Linked DNA regions of Rattus norvegicus: region 1 is linked to region 2. A link is a contact called in public Hi-C data. All regions are on one chromosome and are shown on one strand. The core of a region is the stretch at or near the end of the contact, and the rest is flanking DNA. Distances in the headings are between cores, read along the strand shown.

The links. Hi-C and Micro-C count contacts between places; a contact is called where the count stands out from the background.
Region 1: a Hi-C map of liver shows a contact between it and region 2, with 2.2 times the contacts expected there. The contact joins the promoter of Msmo1 here to the promoter of Tmem192 in region 2. A contact is called at or near these places in 7 of 12 Hi-C or Micro-C datasets (frontal cortex, hepatocytes, kidney and 3 more) and 1 of 1 datasets of contacts at active chromatin or transcription factors (oligodendrocytes).

Annotation. Positions count from the first base shown.
Region 1 is chr16:29,743,161-29,750,528 of GRCr8, reverse strand. It overlaps Msmo1 (methylsterol monooxygenase 1), which reads right to left and starts at 3,416. Exons shown (of 6, transcript NM_080886.1): 1 at 3,361-3,416.
Region 2 is chr16:29,522,577-29,530,181 of GRCr8, reverse strand. Tmem192 (transmembrane protein 192) reads left to right here and starts at 2,698. Exons shown (of 6, transcript NM_001014141.1): 1 at 2,698-2,785. The coding sequence starts at 2,759.

The sequences.
Region 1 (7,368 bases), core at 2,167-4,666, 220 kb before region 2:
CGGTTCCTATTTAATAAGTGTTAGTCTAACCAGTCACCCACCAGTCAAGCATGACGAGTTTCATCGTGAATCTCACTTTTGTGAAAATATGTTTGTCATTTATGAATTGATGGACCATTCCATAAAAACACAGAACAAGACAAAACAAAACAAAACATATTTTAGGGCTTAGTTGGTAAAGAGCATGGCTAATGCACAAAGCCGTGGTTCCATTTCTAACATCACACAGACAGGGTATAGTATATGTATGATCCAGCACTCTGGAAGCAGAGGCAGGAGGATCAAAGTGCAAGTGACTCTTAGTTATAACATACTAAGTTCGATGCCAGCCAAGGATCCAGGATATATAATCTCAAATACAATAGTGTTTTCATAGCCTTAGAAGAGTTAACAATAGGCACTTCTAGAATGCTCTATCACTTCTCCAACTGATCTCTTATCCTAGTCTATGTGACAGAGGCTAGGAAGGTAAATCACCTCTCAGACCTCCAAACTCCCTCCTGTCCCACCCCTTATCCTCCCATACCTGCTGGCCTCACAGGTTGTCCTCATTCTCTCCAAGAATAAGTCTTCCTGTGTTCTTTTGGCTTCACTTTGTCCTGTGCTGTGTTGTTTTGCGTTTCTAGATAGGGTTTCTCTGAGTAGCCCTGGTTGTCCTGGAACCCACTTAATGGAAGAGGCTAGCCTTGAACTCATCAGCCTCTGCCTCCCTACTTCCCAAGTTTGTATCTTACCAGGATATGACTCTCCTTTATCCTTTTTCATTTCATGTCCTTCATTGTAAAAATACATGCGTGGGCTGGAGACTGGGGTCAGCGGTGAACAGCACTGGCTGCTCTTGCAAAGGACCCAGGTTCAGTTCCCAGCACTTGCATGGTAGCTCGCAACCATATATAGCTCTAGTTCCAAAGGATCTGGCACCTTCTCCTCTACCCAAGGGTATCAAGCTTCCACAGACAGAGATGCAGGTACACACTCAGTATACACAAAACAACGAACTTTAAGTTAATAGTAATAAAATAAAAACACATTTGAATCTGCTTTTCCAGAGAAAAACTTCCCTACCCCATCATTCACGAGGCTGAAATGGGAAGATGGTGCGTTTCAGGCCAACTTGGCTCCTATGAGACACTGTCTAGGAAAAGAGTGGGAAAGGAAGGGAAGGGGTGGGGGCAGAAAAAAAATTCCTAATCTCTGTCATCTTTTCCAGGCCACTGCACCCTTCTTAAAAAGAAAGTCTAGATTAAAAGTGCCACCCTTCACCCACAATGGTCTCCTACCATGGGCTCCCCATCCACACGAAGATATTATCAACCATCCACTACAAAGTTACAAAACGCACCACTATCACTCCAATCTCCACTTTCCATCCCGGGGTCATTACCAAATCTGACCATGACCAAAGGCACACCCACTTCCTTGGTCCATGCCCCAGATCCTGTGGGATGATAGAATCCTGAGCCATAATTCTATCAGGGGAAAAAAATATCTCAACAATAATTCACTGAGAAACCCCAATAAACAGGACATGTTCAGTACTGAACATAAGACCTGGCACACAGCACCTAAAGTAAGCTAACAATTATTGAGCACCTTCTGCATACTCAGTATATGCTGCCACTTTAAGCTAAACCCTTGCCTCGCCATGGTGAGGTGGAAGAACTTCTATGAGCTTGGTTCTCAATGATGAGCTGGGTTTGGGATGAAAACTGACCTGTCCAAAGCTGCACAGATGCTGAGTGGAAGAGAGTGGCTTGCCCAGGCCTCCTGAAGAGGCTCTACTCACACTGGCCCCATGATCTCCCTTCCCATTGTTTTCTATTCTCATCAGTATGTTCAACATATTCTTTAAAAAAAAAAATCACGAAGTGCCCCTGGTATCAAATCCAATATTCTTCAGAACTTATTTCATTTGACCCATCTGGATGGTGAGATCTCTCTCCGTGTCTCTCTGTCTCTGTCTCTCTCAAGATGAAGGCTTTAGTCCAAGTTGGGCTTAAAATTATGCAAGGATGACCTTGAACTCCTGATCCCCCTGCCTCCACTGAGATTACAAGTATTCGCCCACACACCCAGCAACAATCAAGATTCCACATTTCTCCACTTGGCATTCTTCCTAGTCTCATGGAATTCACATAGATCCCCTCTAGCAAATGACTGGCTATGATATGTTGTTACTGTGCTGCCCCTACCCCCCTCCTGGAGGTCCCAGAACATCACAAACCAATGTGACATGTAGGATACAAGGAAGATTATAGAGCTATGAGGACAGAGAGGCCCAGGGTTTCCAGGCAGAAGCACTTTCTACACGGAGACCTAGACATGACACTGGAGAGACCAGGTTACAACAGAGGGGCCCTGGTTTAAGAACATGCTGCTATCCATCATCTGCAACTCCTATCCTGACCTAGGTTCTGATTACCCAAGAGGCTGATGGCCATCTCCACTCAAAGACAGTTTTGATTTGGGCCAAACTTCAGGGCATCCTAAGAGCATCAAGTGCCCCTCCCAAAAACCCTTTAATACCTAACTTGGGGAACTTCATCACCTCCAAAGCAAGGGTTCTAGTCTCTAACTCGGCACCCTCAACCAAGTCTCCCAACTTCCAGAGAATGTTGAGACAGAGTTCAGTTACCCCGAGCTCACGCTCTGTAATGAGGGGAGGAAAATGGGTATGTAGTTAAACAAAGTGTCAGACAGAGAAAGTGATCCAACCGGGCAGGAGAAAGCAGGCTTTGTTGAAATGAATATCCTGCCTCCTCAGCTATGAACAGTCGGCTCGCCTGGAAATCCGATCTGAATCAGGTGGACTAGATCCTCGGATTTAAAAAAAAAAAGGGGGGGTGGGAGATGAAAGAAATGTATTCGTAGTTTAACTGACAATCCCAGTCCCTCTTTTGGCACTGCAGCTTAGATAAGCCTTAGGCAGTGTCAGGATCCATCTAAACATAAGTTACAACTTCACGGTTCAAGCAGGGGTTGCTGTCCTACGGGTGAAGACTAGACCACTCGTCCATGCACCCCTCTCTCACATGGAACCACATCCTTCGGTACCTCTGAGACACCTTCCCAGATGCACAAACACAGAGCGCACCCTATGACCCCCACGTGGTGATGGCTTTTTATAAAAAGTTGTTAAGACTTAAGTCAACGATCCAGACTCCAGGAGATTGCAAACTCTTTAAAGGGCAGGAAGTGTTGGCATTCCAGTTCCATCACTTGAGAACCTTGCCTCCTTGCCCGGAGTCTTGCACGGCTGGGCTCCTTCCCACCGCATCCTTACGGGCCTTGGCCCGACCCCACCCCGCCGGTCCCCTTCTCAGCCGCCCTCCACCCGGCTCGGGCTAGAGAGCTCCTTACCTGGTGCCCCGCGATTGACAGCGGTCTCGGCGAAAGACCGGGCAGGTGCAGCGGCCTTCTCACTACCTCCATCGGCTCGGGGCGGGGCCCGGAGGCCGTGACCGGGTGCTCCTGTCGTAATTGGTCCGCCCCACTCCCGCCCTGCCCTCGCCGTGCAGCGATTGGTCCGCGCCGAGGCCGGACAGCGTGTGACTCACGTCAACGAACCCCTGGCGGCGTCTGCCATTGGCTGCGCGGATGGAGTGAGGATAGTGAGACCCGCGCGGCCAGCCAGTCGATCGCGCGGCAGCGCAGCTGGAGGCGGGGCGGCGCGGGCGCGCGTGACGGCGTGACAGGGCGGGGCAGCCACAAACCAGGCGTCGCCTTGGCAACCAAGCTGCGGGTTCCTAGGCTGCTCAGTGCTGTGGGCCGACTGGGTAGCATCTTGCTACCCACATTGGTTTGGCTTCATCCAGAACCCTGGAGGGAAAAGTAGTATAAATGTTTTAAAGACTATTTTGAGCTTTTGCTCTTGCTTTCCTGTGGTTTATTCTGGATTTCGGTCTTTCTTGAGATAGGTCTCATGTACGGTCTGGCCTTTGAACTAGATATGTAACCTAAGGATGGCCTTGACCTCTAATCCTCCTGCCTTGTATCATCCATCTTGCTTCTCACGTCCTTTAATAAGGGAAGCTTTTAAAAGTTTTATATTATTATTATTATTATATTATTATTATTATTATTAATACATTTAGTGTCTGTCCGTGTGTGTTCAAAAGGGGAGTTGGTTCTCCCCTTTTACTTTGTGGTTCTGAGGATTAACCTCAGAAGGTCAGGTTTATGCCTGGTCTGTACATGGACCATAGGGTACCAATGCAATGTACATCCTGCAATAGGTCTGAGAGAAAGTCGCCAGCATTCCCGTGTTGCGGGGGAGAGAACAAAACTCAGAGAGGCCGGCGGGAGGGGCAAGAGTCTGCTGAGGCCTTGACAAGGCTGCCCCGTGGTAGAGTTTATGCTTAGCATTCTAGAGGGCTGGGGTTGCACAAGTGGAAATTGGTTTTAAGTTATCTGTTCCCTGAGGTGTCAAGACCTGGACCTAAACCAGCAAATGAGCTGAGAATACCTAAGCCTGTGTACCTATTGTTGCCATGTGTGTGCCCAAAGACTACAGCTCTAGGCTTCTTTTATACCACTTATGAAAATCCTTTGTAGAGATGATGTGATAACAAGAAGCCAACCTTTTGCTTAAAGAAGGTGTCTTTTACAAAACTAAACCAACCAACAAAAAACAAAACAAAACAAAACAAACAAACAAAAGACCCAAGGCCATACATAGCCACCATGGTGGTGTAACCCAGGCACTTGGCAGGTAGAGCCAGGAGGATTAGAAATTCAAGATCAACTTTGTCTACATAATGTGTTCAAGGCCAATCAGGCTAACTGAGGAGGCCCTATCTCAAAATAAGAACAACCTCCCCAGACAAAACTAAATAAATAAAATAGAAATGATGGTATATGCCTGCAATCCCAGTGTTTGGGGTGTTGAAGCAGGAGGATTGTTCTGAGTATGAGACCAGCCTAGGGATATGACATGATTTTTATCTTTAAAATGGCCCTTTTTGGTTTTTGTTTTTGTTGTTGTTGTTTCGTTTTTTGAGACTGGGTCTCATTATGTAGATCTGGCCAGCCTTGAACAGAGATCCACCTGCCTCTGCCACCCTAGTGCTGGAATTAAGGACGTGCACTACCACACTCATTTACACATTGCACAAGGGTATCATGGAGGCTAGCCCTGCCCCCATCTACTCTCTGTAGACATTTTCATTGAAGTGCACACTGTGTGAAGGCCATCCTAGAGTTTCTAAGAGGGATATCATTGTCCCTCCCTTTCCTGCCTGGAACTGACAATCTTTCCTCCCCTTCAACTCTGAACAAGCTCCATTGATAAGTGTTTCTGGTGAATCCAGTGTACCTTACACTCCTGGCTATTATTCCATACCGTTAGCACACATATTCTTTATGAAGTGTGGAGGCAGGCAGGTCACCTCAAAGACGAAGAATGTGTCAGGTCGCACACATGTCTCATAGGGAAAGTGGGGTGCTTCATAAGCAATTCTTCCTCCAGCTATTAAGTGTGACCAGAGTTGCTCTCCCAGAACCAACTCTTCCTCCTGGGCAGTCTGAGACTGGTGATTGGCTGCTCTGGGGGTATAAGGCTGTAACTTTATAAAAAATTTTTATTGGTTACTTTATTTATACACATTTCAAATGTTGTGCCCCATCCCAGTGACCCCTGTACAGACCCTCTATCCCATCTCCCACCCCCTGCTTCTATAAGGGTGCTCCCCCATCCACCTACCCACTCCCACCTCAACACCCTGGCATCCCCCTATGCCGAGGCATCGAGCCTTCACAAGACCAAGGGCCTCCCTCCCACTGATGTCAGATGAGGCCATCCTTTGCTACATATGCAGCTAGAGCCATGGGTCCCTCCATGTGTGTTCTTTGGTTGGTGGTTTAGTCTCTGGGAACTCTGGGTCTGCTTGGTTGATATTGTTGTTCTTCCTATGGGGTTGCAAACCCCTTCAGCTCCTTCAGTTCTTCCCCTAACTCCTCCAGTGGGTTCCCTGAGCTCAGTCTGCTGGTTAGCTGCAAGTATCCTAAGGCTCTGCCAGAGCCTCTCAGGAGACATCCATATCAGGCCCCTGTCAGTAAGTGCTTCCTGGCATCTGCAATCGTGACTGGGTTTGGTGACTGCATGTGGCATGGATTCCCAGGTGGGGCAGTCTCTGGATGACCTAAGATCAAAAACTCAAGTGACAGGAGATATTGGCAAAGATGTGAAGAAAGAGGAACACTTCTCCATTGCTGGTGGGATTGCAAGCTGGTACAACCATTCTGGAAATCAGTCTGGTGGTTCTAGAAAATTGGACATAGTACTACCTGAGGACCCAGCTATACCTCTCCTGGGCATATATCCAAAAGATGCCCCATCATATAACAAAGACACATGCTCCACTGTGTTCATAGCAGCCTTATTTATAATAGCCAGAAGCTGGAAAGAACCCAGATGCCCTTCATCAGAGGAATGGATACAGAAAATGTGGTACATCTACACAATGAAGTACTACTCAGCTATCAAAAACAATGGCTTCATGAAACTCTTAGGCAAATGGATAGAACTAGAAAATGTCATCCTGAGTGAGGTAACCCAGTCACAAAAGAACACACATGGTATGCACTCACTGATAAGTGGATATTAGGAAAAAAGCCCAGAATACCCATGGTACAACTTACATACCATATGAAGCTCAAGAAGAAGGAAGATCAAAATGTGATGCCTCAGTCCTACTTAGAAGGGGGAACAAAATAATCACAGGACTTGGGAGGAAAAGAGGAGGGAGGGAAGGAGAATAAAGGGGGGCAAGATCAGGTGTGGGAGGAGATAGGTGAGATGTACAGAGAAACAGGAAATTGAACAGAGGTGTGTAGCGATGGGGGATGGGGAACTGGTGATAGTCAACAAAAGTCCCAGATGCCAGGAAAGCAAGAGGCTCCCAGGATCCAACTGGGATGACATCAGCTGCAATGCCCAGCAAAGAGGAGAGAGAACCTGTAGAGACCAGATCCAGGGGTTAAGCATGGCCCCCCGATTGTAGGATGGGGCCACTCAACCCTTTTCAAAATTTTAACCCAGAATTTCTCCTGTGTAAAGGAACTATAGGGACGAAGAGTGGAGCAGGGACTGAAGGAAAAGCTGGAAGTCTTAACCTCACTTCGGGACTGTTTCACCTGGCTATCCCAGCTCTAGATCCCCCTGCCTCTGTTGTCTGAGGCTGCAGATGTGACTGTGCTGGTCACACACTGTGGGGTCAGATTGAGCAGGTTTGCTATGTTTTAACAGCAGACACTTTGGCAAGTATGCTTGCTTAACAAATTCAGTAGGCTGGGAAGTAGAGCCCCAGCCCAGCATGTGTGAGATGTTGAAGAACAAGCCACAAGTCAAAAAGTGCTCAGGAAACATTG
Region 2 (7,605 bases), core at 1,449-3,948:
AGCGACTGCACACGAACCCTGTTTGTTCTGTTCCTTACCACATCTCTCATTTTATCCTTCTCATACCTTGCTAACCTATTCTTATTGCATCCCGTGCTCCCCCACCCCCTGTCTTCTAGTAGAATCTCCTAACCATGCCGTCATTTTCCTTTGAACCCAACTACTATTGACTGTGAGTTCACAGCTGGGCTGTGTGATGGCTCTGCCATACAAGATCAGGAGTTCAAGGTCATCTGTAGCTACAGAATGAATTGGAGGCCAGGCTAGGCAACATAAGACTCTGCCTCAAAACACAAAAGAAAAAAAGTCCAACTCAGCTAAACTGGATCTGAACTCAACCTTCCTTATTTTTAAAATATGTTTAGATATTTTTATTTATTATTATTTGAGGGGCAGGGTGTCCGTGGTTTGGTGTACATAGAGGGAGGTCAGGGGATAACATTGCAGAGTTGGTTCTTTCCTGCTACTTAAAAAAAAAAAGATTTATTTATTTACATATGTGAGCAGACAGATACTACCTTCAGACACCAGAAAAGGGTATCAGATCCCATTACAGATGGTTGTGAGCCACAAGGTGGTTGCTGGGAATTGAACTCAGGACCTCTGGAAGAGCATCAGTGCTCTTAACCGCTGAGCCATCTCTCCAGCCCTTTCCTGATACTTTTCATGGGTCTTGAGGATTGAACTCAAGTCATCAGGTCAGGCTTTCAAAGCAAGCACCTTTACCTGCTAAGCCACTCAATGGCCTGACTTTCTGTATTAAATCAAGGGGGGGGGGGAGAGAGAGAGAGAGAGAGAGAGAGAGAGAGAGATTCTTTAGGAATGGAGGTGATTGGTAAGTGACACATGATACTGTGAGTATGAAACCTTAAACTCATTACATCACACACAAACATGCACATGCTCGAGCATGCACATACACATTCCACATTGCTGCCGTGAAATCAGAAAGGAGACTAGTTGGGAAAAGGAAGGGAATCAGTGGGAGGGAACACGAGAAGGCAACGGGTGCTATATAAGCCAAATTCCTTATAAACACGTATGAAAATGCCACCATGAAACCTATCATTACATATAATTAACAGGCGCCAGTAAACGCTTATTTAAAAGAGCAAAGTCCAGTTAAAACTGTGCAGCACATAAGGAGATGTTCTTTGAGGATTTCAGGGTTATTCCTTTCCAGGGCCTGTAGAGAAGCTGGTTTTAGGGAGAGGAAGGAACCAATATGATTCAACTACCTGTTCCAGGACAGGAGGACAGGCATTCTTCCCAACGGACAAGTCCAGCCACTGTCCTTGGGGCCCAGTCTGCTCAGTGTTGATGACACCTTTGCTTCCCAATTCCTCCTCACCCACAGACATTACGGACTCTTCCTCACTTCTCTCTTTACTTCTTCATGAGATAGTCTCATGTGACCCAGGCGTGCCTCTAATCTACTATAGAGCAAAGCCTGGCCTTGAACTCATGATCCTTCTGCCTCTTCTAAGTCCTGAGACTACAGGTGTGTGCTACCACACCCAGTTCCCCAGTACGATTCAGTGTGTGTGTGTGTGTGTGTGTGTGTGTGTGTGTGTGTGTGTGTTAAAACTTGGGCTGCAGAGATGCCTCAGTGCTACTTAGATACACTAACCATTCTTCCAAAGGACCTGGGTTTGATTCCCAAAAACAACTGTCAAACTCTAGTGTCAGAGGATCCAATAGCTCCTATGGCCTCCCTGGGCAACAGGCATGCACACAGTGCACAGCCCCCCATGCAAATAAAACACTGAAACACATAAAATAAAAACAATTTTAAAATACTTTGTATGTACAAAACAACTTGTCAGGTGGGTGGTGTGTACTAACAATGCCAGATTTCACTGTGCAAAGGCAAGGGGATCAGGAACTGAAAGTCAGTTTCAGCGCACATCAATTTCTAGGTCAGCGTAAGCTACTTGAGACCTTGTTTTAATTTAAAAAAAAAAAATGAGGACTAACCAATGGCTTTTGCTACCAAGCCCGGGATTCACATAGTGGTGACACAAGCCTTTAATTTGAGCACTCCACTAGAGGAGACAAAGACAGGTGAATCTCTGAGGGTTCAAGGCCATCTTGGTCTACATAGTGAGTTTCAGAACAGCAGAGCTATGTAGAGAAACCCTGTCTCAAAAAGCAAAACTGAAACCAAAAATAATCAAAGGACAGAAAAAGAGATGGGGAAAGAAAAAACAGAAACAGAATACCTAAAAAAACAACAACAACAACAAAAACAACAAGAACAACAAAAGCTACAGGAATTTCCTGTGGAGACAACTGTAAATTTGTTATACAAATTAGAATCTATTCTAGGTCAGTCCCTCTACAGGTGGAATTACAATTTTTACTGCGTCTTTTTCCGAACACAGAGCTATCGCTGCAAACAAAAACTACGCAACAGAAATAAGTTAATGTTTAAAGAGTAGTTGACGAAACATGGTTTAAATGGTTGCTCTAGAAATTCATTTTTTTAATTGCCAAATCTCTGATAAACGGATGAAACAACCGCCTGGGCTAGACCGACACCCAAAGCGGGAGTCTGAAGGGAGGGCCACACTCCTCCTGGCTTCTGATCGGCTGATCTAAGTCGAGGGGCGTGGCCTTAGGGGCGGGGCTGGCGCAGAGTGGGTGTGTCCGGGGCGGGGCGCGCAGGTCCAAGTAGGTGCGACTGTCCCGGGCCCTCGGCGCCGGGGCGCTGGTGGAGAGGTCAGGCTGGCGGGGCATCGGCCCGCGACGGCGGGTCATGGCGGCGGGCGGTAGGCTGGAGGACGTGAGTGAGGCGCCGAGCCCCGTCGCCGCCATCCCGCTTCCTGTGCTGAGCTCAGGGGGCGGAGACAGCGGGCTGGGAGCTACCCAGAGTCGCAGCGGCTCCACCATCGGGGACGCGGGGTGCGGGGTGCGGGGTGACGCGACGGGCGGGGACCGCGGATTCCGGGAGCGTCTTCCTGTGTAATCGGAGGGACACGGCAGGGTTGGCGCGGGGGACCCTTCAGTCGGCGGCTCACGTGCAGTGCGCGTCTTTGGTTCCGGAAATGAGAGCTTCACGTGATGCTCACTACCCTGATCGGTCCTTCCTGGGAAAGACTGACAGGCGGACTTTTACGCCCGGGGTGACCCGGCTTATGTGGGCCCTCCTGCTGCGACTGGAGAGCACTGGGTTCCTGGTGTGACACTGGTGCTTGGGCTAATAGCCTCCCTCGGGCGGACCTGTAGCTCTCATCTCCCGGAAACGCAGATTGGAGCATAAGTGTATCATGTGTTTTGAATGTAGGCATGATAGGAACGGAAAGATGTTTGAATCTTAGATGCATGCCTGCTTGCTTTAAAAAAAAAAGTTCCAGGTGGCCCACTTCGCGGTGTAGCCAGTATAGAATGATAATACAATTGGAAAAATCTTGAGTTTATGAACTCATTAAGACACTGATTAATTTGAAATCAGGTGAGAGGGGGGGTGACACTTTGAGAGGAAATTTGCATTTGTTTCCAGAACAAACTATTTTGTCTATTGGCATAATAAAAGCCCTGCCCTTGAGAAATGCAAGGCTGACATTATGTTAGCACAATGACCTGAGCTAATAACTAATAAAAACATTAGCATGGTCTTACATTAAAAAAAAAAAAGTTCCAGAACTGTAAGAGCTTAGATTCTTGTGTGTTTGGGTCCTGCAATCATTTATTTACTTATTATAGATGTGCTAGGTAGCCCTAGCTGGCCTGGTACTCATTATATAGCCTAACCTGGCCTTAAGTTTGCCTAACTGTTCCCTGACAGCCCATTTTAATGCCTCAATGGTGGGAGTACCTTGCCACCTAGCTAGTTGAATTTTCTCCATGAAATATGTTTCTAACAATGGAACTAATCTAAAGCATAGCGCATTGCTTTTGAAATTTTACGAGTGAGATTTCATGGACTGACAATTTCTGGAAGGAATAAATAAGAGGAAAATGAGTGGTTTAGAAAAAACTCGAGCAGTGTTTCTCGGTGCTAACCTGCCCTGGAGTTCTTGGATCTTTCAGAAGTACAGTCCTGGATATTTCTTTCGGCAAACAATCGGGGATGGGTATTTCACCAACAATGAAGTGGCTGAACCTATGGACCTAGGGAGGTTGCCTGCCTTTGGTATTTTGTAGATAACAAAGTGCACATTTAGTGAGCTGTACATGGGCTATGTTGCAAGCCCAGGTGCTTAAGCGAGTCAGTGAATGAATGGCTCGTTTATAAAGACAAGGACTTGTTGCAGCTTTGAATAAATGAACACCCAGGCCTCTGAAGGACCCAAACAAAGGCAGCTCAAAGGGTCTTAAGTAATAGGAGGCATTTTAGAGTCCTCACTGGGGTGAGTGTATAGCAGGCCTAGCTCGTATATAATGACACTGAGTTTTTAATATTTTAAAGCTTAGGCTTTTCATCGAGGGCTGTCTTCTAGCTACTCTAACCTGACTAATCCTGGCACTACGTCCTGCTGTGGCCAGCTCTACCTCTGCTCAGCTCAGGCGCCTCTGTTTATTCCCTTGTCTGCTGTCTGAATCCCTCACCTCTGATTTCTTCTCCCAGAATCCCTTTCTCCCCTGGAAAAGTCACCCTCCACCCCCTGCCTAACTACTGGCTGTCAGCTCTTTATGACAGCCAACTAGAGACAATTCTAGATCAGAGCAGGAAGAACAAATATTTACAAAAATAGAAACCCAGTAATGGGCCATAGAAATGGGAAGACCAGAATCCTAGCATTTAGCTCTCTGCTGGTACAGAATTAACAATTGAAAACAGAGACACACCTTCACAGTATGTACTCTGACATGAATATGGTGCTGTGACCTTACCCGAGATCTGTCTACAAACCATCTTTTGTTGTATGACAACCCTCAGACCAAGAGAGGCAGAGGGGAAATATTTAAAGATATCCCACATGAATTTTGGTTTTTTACAGGCTCACACTAGGTGACTCAGGCTAGCCTCTGGCTTACGGTAATCCTCCTGAAGCCACTATACCTGGGTCCTAGTAAGACTTAATACACTATAGACATAGGTCCCCAAAGGAAGTAGTTACTGGGGGAAGAAAATGAAGAGGTAGTGTAGGGACCAAAATAATAGCTGAATTCTTTGGTAGTAACTCAGTCATAAGTCATGGAAATGGGTTGGGCGAGCATGGTAGAGTTCTTGCTTGCTTAGCATGCACACATCCCTGAGCTCAGTCCTTAGCACCACAGAAACCAGGCATGGTAGCACACATTTGTAATCCCAGCACTGAGGAAGTAAGGGGAAGGAATCTTAAACTTAAGGTCACCCTTGGTCTTAGGGAGCTGTCGGCCAAAATAAAGGAAATGAAGGAGTAATTTGGGGTTCTGGGGGTGTAGCTCAGTGTTAGAGCATTTGCGTATCACTCATGTGGTCCTAGGTTTGTGGTGGGGAGAGATTTGTAAGAAGACAGAAAAGTTGATCGATAAGTTGATTGAAAATGATTCAAGCCAGGCAGTGGTGGCTCACACTTTAATCTCAGCACTCAGGAAACAGGCAAGTGGATCTCTGAGTTTGAGACCAGCCTGGTCTACCTAGTGAGGGTCTACGATAGCCAGGATGACACAGAGACACCTTGTCTTGAAAAACCACCAAAAAAGAAAGAAAGAAAGAAAGAGAGAGAGAGAAAGAAAAAAGAAAAAAGGAAAAAGAAAGAAAGAAAGAAAAGAAAAAGAAAGAAAATGAACTTTGTAAAGCTACAACTTGTCCTATGACAAGTTGAGAAATGAATTAAGCAAGGAGAAGGTGGTGAGACAGGTAGGAGTGGTGTAGAGATGGAAGGGGTTTCCTGAGAGCTCGGGACATGAAGAAGAGAAATGAAGGCTCAGGCTGGAAGTGTGTGTAGAGTTCTTCCAGAGTGCAGCGAGTCCGGTGAAGCATTTGGGTTCTGACCTGAGGGTAATGGGGAAGTACTCACAGCTTTTGTGAGGATAAACCTGAGGGTTATTGTAGACCTCTTGAGAGCATCGAGGAAGACTCCTCAGGTCAGAATACTGAAAGGTTCTAGCAGAAGACCAAGGGAACTCGGAGACAGAGTAGGAAGGGTGGCAGAAATCAGAGATCACATAAAGAACAGGAGAGTAATGAGAGTTCATAGAGGCTGGTATGTGTCTCAGTGACAGAGCACTGCTCTAAGGTTCAGCCCCCAGTGGCAGAAAATAGCCGATTAGTAGAATAAATAAACACATCCCAGGAAAAGAAGGTAGGAAGATGTTGGGCTCAAGACTAGCATGGGCCACATTTTGAGTCGAGGGGAGAGGTCGATATAGAGGTCAGATTTAGTGGCCTCCTTCTTTAATCCCAGCACTTGGAAGGAAGAAAGATGTGGGTCTGTGTGAATTCACAGCAAGTTCAGTCTTTGTAGTGAGTTCAAGACCAGCAGGGTTTTGTGTGTGTGTGTGTGTGTGTGTGTGTGTGTGTGTGTGTATAAAATGGCTCAAGTCAGGTGTCTCCTAGAGGCAGAGGCAGGCAGATCTCTTGAGTTTGAGACCAGCCTGGTCTACAGAGTGAATTTCAGGACAGTAAGGGCTACACAGAAAAATACTGTCTTGAAAAATGAAAAAAAATTAAAAGAGAAGAAAATAACAAATCACTCAGTCAGCCAAGTGCTGTACTAAGCAGGTTTTTTTTTTTTTGTGTAGTAATTTGTTTAAATCTTCCTAAATTTTTATTAGTGCCTTTTTCAGAGAGGAGGAAATTGAAGCTGGAGAGATTGCTCGTTGATTTTACAGAGGACTCAGGTTCTATTCCCAACACCGACCCCCCCCAACCCTCCCACCCCCGGCGTCACAACTTTCTCTAGGGGTCCTGATGCCCTCTTCTCGCCTCATTGAGTACCTCCATGCATGTGGTGTATGTACAATACATACACATAAAATAAAAAATAAATCTTAAAAAAGAAAGAGGAAACAAATAGAGAGGTGGACGTAACTTCCCCATAGCCTGGAAGCAAGGGGACTTGAATTTTGTCTTGGTTTAACTTGGGGACTCCCTATCCCAAAAGCCACAGCTCTAACGACCTCTGATCACAGTTGACCCCCCTCCCTGTGGCCTAATTTCTTCTGATGAGCCTTTGTGCTGCTGCGTGAGCTGTGGAGACCTGTAAAGATAGATGTGGACCATATCCAGATTCCTGCACCAGTGTCTGCCGAGTTAGTCCCTGTGACAGACAAGGAATTAGTGTGTCTAATGTTCTCTACCAGGAAGGATGGACAAATAGGCCTTGGACAAAAGGAAGAAACAAAAACTAGGGAAAGCCTTATTGCCTCTCATGACAGGGAGACACACATAGTGTGTCGGGGACAGCAGTGACATGCTCCAGGTCTTGGGTGTCCAGGAAGGAGCCCTGATGGGAATTAGAATTGTAAGCCAGCCTGGTGGCGATGCAAAGGCAAGAGGCTTGCCACAAGTTGAGTTGAAGTCAGCAAGCTCCTGGTCAGCCACACGTCTCTAGAGAGATTTCCAGGCCCCCCAAACACAAGCAAAATCACACCATAGATTGTGGCAGACAAAGTGGGAGCTTCCTTGTATTGAGTACGAACGGCACAATAGCAGCATGAGGTGTTCAGTCTGAA